Linked DNA regions of Mus musculus: region 1 is linked to region 2. Evidence: chromatin contacts called from public Hi-C data. All regions are on one chromosome and are shown on one strand. The core of a region is the stretch at or near the end of the contact, and the rest is flanking DNA. Distances in the headings are between cores, read along the strand shown.

The links. Hi-C and Micro-C count contacts between places; a contact is called where the count stands out from the background.
Region 1: a Hi-C map of the N1E-115 cell line shows a contact between it and region 2, with 5 times the contacts expected there. A contact is called at or near these places in 6 of 39 promoter capture datasets (the 3T3-L1 cell line, 3T3-L1-derived adipocytes, the HPC-7 cell line and 2 more), 9 of 484 Hi-C or Micro-C datasets (the C2C12 cell line, the N1E-115 cell line, bone marrow-derived dendritic cells and 5 more), 5 of 130 datasets of targeted methods (a beta-TC-6 cell line, differentiating embryonic stem cells, embryonic stem cells and 1 more) and 2 of 9 other capture datasets (adipose tissue and pancreatic islet).

Annotation. Positions count from the first base shown.
Region 1 is chr19:38,174,294-38,177,596 of GRCm38.p6, forward strand. Pde6c (phosphodiesterase 6C, cGMP specific, cone, alpha prime) reads left to right here. Exons shown (of 22, transcript NM_033614.2): 16 at 1,342-1,442. Among named protein-coding and RNA genes, the nearest start is that of Gm52398, 12 kb to the left of the region's middle.
Region 2 is chr19:38,089,948-38,093,539 of GRCm38.p6, forward strand. No RefSeq gene overlaps it. Among named protein-coding and RNA genes, the nearest start is that of Ffar4, 5.3 kb to the right of the region's middle.

The sequences.
Region 1 (3,303 bases), core at 273-2,772, 84 kb after region 2:
TGACCTTGCATGGGTCTTTATTGAGCACAGACTAAGTGGTAGACAGTTGGAAGGACAAGTTTACCCAACTGAGAAAACAAAGGCAGATGGTAGGGCTGTGTCCAGGATACACAGCTATCAATACTCGGGCTGGGACCTGGCCCTGGGCTTCTTGCTGAAAGGCAGTGTGGGATAAAAAGCTGAGACCACCCACTGTGTGGACAGGTTTTATTGGTTCAGATACCAGGTTTTCTGAAGATGAATAAGAATATTCATGAAGCACTTAGAAGCTGGTAGGGGGTAAGAAATACTCATTTGGTCTGGAATACTCATTAGTATGGAATTCAGTTTGGTACTCCTTTCTGCAGCATATTCCCCCTGTCTCTCCATCCAGGCCTACAGACTGTTGCCTCTCTCTTTCCAATGGCATAGCATAGTCCCATGCTTTATCACAATAGCCTTCACTTGGCCACACCGTTGTACGTCGGGCCTCTGTCCTGCATAACTAAAATGGTCCACCCAGAATACCATGGCTTTTAATAGCCACTCTGAGTTTTATATATATTCTAGTAATCTAGAAAGTGAAACTGATTCATATATGAAGAGATTATCAATGAGAAGCCCAGAAAAAAAAATCTACTAATTCTTTGTAAAATATTGCAAGAAAATGGTATAAGGACCATGGGAGAGGTTCATTATTTTTTTCCTGGCATACATGAGTATGAGTGTAGGTGGCAGTTTCTGAGAAGTGAGTGGTTTCATGGTTTCTCTAGAATTAGTTGGCCAGCAGTGTCACATGCCTAACCATTGGACATCCCCAGAAATCCTTTACAACAGTGCCTCAACGAATAAAAGTATGTTTTTATTCTATTGTTTTATTTCCACGTGGTCCTGAAAGAGAACACATTATTTATCCTAAAGATGTATATATGGAGTTACTGAGTCTAGTTTTAGATTTTTCAATGACCTTATTCAAAGAAGAATAGAGAAATTTACTTAAATCATGAGATTAAAAATAACAACAACAAAACAAAGAACCAGATGTCAGAGTCTGGAGAGATGGCTCAGCAGTTAAAAGCACTGGCTGCTCTTTCAATTCCCAGCACCTACATGGTAGCTCACAGTTGTCTGTAACTCTAGATCCAGGGCATCCAACACCTTTACACAGACATACGTACACACAAAACACTAATGCGCATAAAAATAAAAATAAAAATAAAGAAATTATTTAAAAAACAGACATCAAAAAAAGTAGAAAGGCAGGCTATTATCTCATTAAGTGTGTTTTGTTTGTTGTTTGTTTGTTTGTTGAACCAAAAGCCAATTGGTGGCTAAATTTATTGTGGATTGTTCATCTTACAGAGTTTAAACATCTTCCAGAATCTAAACAAGCGGCAGTTTGAAACGGTGATCCATTTGTTCGAGGTTGCAATAATAGCAACTGACCTGGCACTCTATTTCAAGTAAGTACGAGACTGGGTGTCAGGATGTCCTTGGGCCCTGTGTCCTGCCTGCCATGAACTGCACTGACGTCAAAAGACATGGAGAGATGGCTCATTACTTAAGAGCATTTGATGTTCTTGCAAAGGGCTAGGGTTGGATACTAGGACCCACGCTGGGTGGCTCACAGTGGCCTGTCCTGTAACTTCAGCTTGAGGGATATGATGTCCCCATCTGGCCTCCGTAGTCATTCACACACATAGATAAAATGTTTTAGAACAGGCTCACAAATCTGTTTTCTTTTTAGAATGCCAGTTTTTCTCAAGATAGTTGACTGACAGTGAACTTACTCTATTTTGGAGATGTAGTTTTGAAAACACGAGCCTCTCCTGTGAAATAACCTATGACCTAAAGGAGCTCAAACAGAAGGAAACAGAGCACACTGCTTAAATAATGTCACAAAACTGCACAGGAGGCTTTGCGTCCTGGTGACTCACAGTGGTTCAGAATCTAGTGTTTAATTGGATTTGTTTAGTGGTAGAATCCGTGCCAGAATCTGGTATATGGTATTTCAGGCTCAGAAATTTGATTGTGAGAGTTTTGGGCTGAACAATCTTGATGATTCTAACACAAAAACTAAATTCACAAAACTTGAGCTTTACACAGCAGAGGGCCAAGGAGACCAGATGTGCCAAGTGTATGCACAGTTTCTTCTCAATAAAATATAAGGTTTCATGGGGGAATATTGATTAGAAAGAGGTGGTATATTTATCGGATCCAGATAAAAGGTGATGTTTTTGCACAGTCAAAAATTACCTTGCGAATCCTCCTTTAAAAATCTAACTATTGAACAGTTCAGCTGTGACAAGTGCTTAGAATAGCATGGTTTCCAGATACCCAGGGCTCACATCCCTGTGATAACCCATCGTGTTATCCCATGTGTAACCCATCGTGTCTCATGTGCTTGGGAGTTTCATTTTTAAGGATAGAAATGAAAGTCATGATGCAGTTGGGCGCTCCATCCCCGTTTCATCATGAAAAGTTCTCTTACCTTCCAAAGAGAGACTCTGATACCAACACGTTTCACCCTTTCTGATCCTGTCCCTCTGCGGTCCTGTTGAGTGTGTGCGATTTTTTTCCCCACATATGACACCAGGGTGTTTGCAAATATATTTCTGCAACTTGCTTTTCCCACATAGCGTTGTGTAAGGATTTGCCTTTGTTGATGAGTCTTCTAGGTGGTTTAAAATATTCCTGTTGAGGCACTACAACTGGATTGATTATAAGGCCTTCACTAATGCGTCAGATTCAAGATATGACCCTGATGCAACCAAACAACGATGCAATTAAGAGCTAATAAAAGGGCTGGCCAGAGGCTCAGTAAATGCCATATAAGCATGAAGTTCTGAGTTTGGATTCCCTAGCATCCATACACAAAGCTGAGTGTGTCAGGAAGCTCTGGTAACTCTAGCATGCAGAGGGGATGGTAGAGAAGGTGGCTGGGTAGTGACCCATCAAGCAAAGACATCTAATGTCCAGCTTGGCTTTTACACACAGAAGTGCACTCACCTGCCTTCCATCCTTACACACACACACACACATAGACAGATGAATAAATAATAATAATAATAATAATAGAGTTTCAAGTCACTTGCTTCAGTTGTACAGTGCTCAACTGTTAGATAATTCCCTTCCACTTCTCCACATATATAAATTCAGATTCTATCTTATTTCCATGATTGCCCATGATGCTACGTTGCAGATCCTTGTGCACTCGATATGTGAGTTCCTATACCTGGGAGTGGGCGTATGCGGTGTGTGCATGTGTGTTGTATATGCTGTATATCCTGTATATGTCAGGCTCCACCACTGACACCCTACCAG
Region 2 (3,592 bases), core at 509-3,008:
GGGAACTGGAGAGCCACCCAGCAGTCACCCAGCTACAGGAATAGCCAAGCCTTTTTTCCCCCAAAGAAGCTGCTGTCTTACAGTTCTGAGTCTTGATATGACCTTGGAACCAGGCTGCCTCTGTTCAAATACTCCCCAAGACTTTAGGCTATCCCCCAAATCCTCAGTTCCACATCTGCAAAGGGCAAACGGTAAAAACCACCAGCTCGCACGAACCAGTTCTTTCTGTGAGACAAATTACTTCCCAAATCGGAGATCTTAAGCCAGTAATAAGTATTTGTTGCCTCCATTTCTGAGAGCCAAGTGCTTGGGCCTAGCTGGAAACGGAGACGTCTTACAAGGTTTTATTCAGTCCAATGTTGATTATCTGAAGGCTCCTTAGATTGGTCCTATCCCCAGATGAGGTGGAGATAGATCAGCCACCCCAGGACTTCGCTGACAGGAGTCATCATGGCTGTCCAATGGCAGCCGAATCTGTCCTCCTGGCCAGCCATCTTGGTATTGTTGACGGGCAAATTCAGTTTTTTTCCCGTGAACTCCTTTCACAGTGGTCCTAAGTAGCCACAGAGTGGTCCCTGCCCTCGGAGGTGAGCTTGAGGACAAGTGAGAGACTTTGTTTTCCCCAACTACAGATTTTTAATTTCAGTATTTCTATTGCAACCTAGGTATGGTTTACTCATAGCTAATGCTTGTCATGCCAGCACTGTATGCGGAGGATAGACACTGAGACAGGAGGATAATACATTCAAGCCCAGCCAGGGAGGAACAGTGAAGTCTTACAAAACAAATAGCCTGAAGAGATAGCTTAGTGGGTAAGAATAGCTGCTATGTAAACACGAAGATCTGAGTTCAAATCCCAGGTACCCATGTAAAATTCAGGTGCAGTTGCCTGTACCTGTAACCTCAGCACTGTGGGGCACAGACAGGAGGACTGCTGGGGCTGATGCCAGCTTGCAACCTGGTTCAGAGAGACTCTGAAAGGAATTGGGTGGAGCATGACAGAGACACCTGCACACACATGTCTCATAGACCATGTATGCCTCCAATGCACCCACGCTTGTTCAAAGGCCCAGTTCCCTTAACCTGTATGGTTAATAATTTTATCTCTGTAATGATGCACACATTTCATGAAAGGCATAGTTTGCAATAGCTTGCTGTGGCCATGTCTCAGAACAAGCCTTTCCTTTCAGTAGCTCTGCTTATTGTTTTAATTTTAAAAAAGAAGATTTAAAAATTTTTATACAATATAGCTTGATCATATTATATTCTTCTCCTTCCTCCAGCTCCTCCCAGATCCTACCCACCCAACTTAATGCTCTTTCTCAAAACCAAAGCAAAACCAACACCTAACAATCAAACGATAAACAACACCCAATATGACAAAAATGCTAAATTAAACTAAAACTAAACAAAAAGCACTAAAAAAAAAAAAAACCCAAACAAAAACCCCACAGACTTTCTTGTATTTTTATCAACTACTCCTAGGCATTGGGCCTGCCCTATAGTATGGCTTATATACCCAGTGACACTCAGATGTGGATGAGAGATTTCCAGCAGGCCTCAGTTGCAAATCGCTTCTTCGTTCAGGGTGGGGCTTGGCTGTCCACTTCCCTTTCTCAGTGAGCAGCTGTGGTTTATAAGCACCATACTCTCAGACTTTAGTGACCACTGAATGAATTAACATAGGGCAGTGCTTAGGACTGCCAGGCACAGGGTCATTACACCTGAGTGATTGCCATGCATGCTATTCTTGTTACTATGGTTACTGTTTTATTTGCCTTTCTGCCCTGTTCCTCACCAATCCCTCTCCCTAAAGTCACCTCAGCAGTGGAGGCTGCCTCCCCCCTCCCCTGCTGCCCCTTATTGACTTTTTGGGCCTCCTGAGAGTAACAACAACCTCTTTGGATTGGTCCTAACCCTTTATATCCCGGGCAGGGATGCTGAGTCACACCAGGACTCCGTGACAAGGGTCAGGCAGAGCTATCCAGTGAGGGCCCATCTTAGTCCTCATGGTTGTTAAAGGTTTGGTCCTTGCTCTCATTTCTTCTCCTCCTCCTCAGTAAGATGGCCACAACAATGAATCTGGAGAAATACCCAGGTGGGTGAAGTCAGCCTGGTGGGACACACACACAGGTGTGACTCGGAATGGAACTGAGATTTTGAGAGCTTGAACAAAACCCATCGGCGAGAAGGCCGAGCCACCTCTATCCAGGGTATGAACTGTACCTTGCAGAAAACAGCAACCTAGGATTATGCTTGTACAGGTGTAAGCCCTGCCTGCCAACCCGGAGCCTTGGCTGTGTCAACGCTGAAGCAGCAGCGCCTCCTCCCAACGGGTCTTCTCAGAGCAGGCTCTGTATCTAACTTATGGAAAGGGGCTGGTATGCTAGCTGCCCCTGGAGCTTGCTTAGAGCAGCCACTGTGCCCCTGCCCTGGCCTCTCACCTGTGAATAATTCAGAAAGAGGTAGCTCATCACTTTGAGTTGAGCCTTTTCATGTTTCAGTTTCTACCTGGATATCTTTCCTTCCTAGTGCTGCCACCCTTTGGGACAGTTCCTCAGGTTGTGGCGACCCACAATCATAAAATTATCTCCTTGCTACTCCTTAACTGTAATTTTATTACTGTTATGAGTCAGATATGCGGGATATCTGATATGTGACAAGCCCCAAAGGGGTTGCAGCCCACGGGTGGAGAGCCACTGCTTTGGTGTTAGGTATAAACGCACAGGCCTGAGGCACACAGGAGCATCACTGTGTGTGCTTTTCTTCACCTGGGAGCTTCCATCTCTGCAGTGTGCCCATCTTTCTCCTTGCAAAGTCAGGATCTATCATGGAGCAGAAGGTAGAGTGGCCTGCCCTCTGAAAAATTTTCTCTTTCTCTTCTGCCTCTGATACTCCTTCTTCTTAGGATAGGATCCCAGGCCCTGGTCTTGCACTCCAAGGTATATTCCTCCTGCCTCCTCCATTAGGGGAGTTTACTTCTGTTTTTGTGTTTTGAGACTGGGTCTCATAAACAGCCCAGGCTGGCCTTGACCTCACTAAGTCATCTTGTATGACCCTTATCTTCTGACCCTTGTGCCTCCACCTCTCAAAATGCCGAGAACATAGACGTGAGGTACATATCTATATAGGTTTATGTACCCAGGGTGTCCTGCATGCCAGGCTAACTACTCTACCACCTGGGCTACATCCCCAGGTACCACACTCTCCAGTGGTCACTGTGCTTTCTTCAAGGGACCTACGCAATCTTTGATGAACAAGGCTTTGAGACTGGTTTTCCACACAGAGAATAGCACAGGGAGAGGGGTGGAAGTGTAGGCAGGCAGATCAGATGGGGGTGGGGGGGTGGGCGGGGAGAGAGAGAGAGAGGGAGAGTGAGAGAGAGAAAGAGAGAGAAAGAGAGAGAGAGAAAGAGAGAGAAAGCAGTAAGCATTTCCACGTAAACTCAATAGAATTTTTGTAAGAAGAGAAATAAAACCATGCTCACAGAAAGTCCCTTCTGTCCCCTCCTCCTGCTTGGTTGAAAATGTGAGATAAAGAGGAACAAAAGTCATCCACAACACTGGACTTCCCTTTGGCTCAGAAACTTACT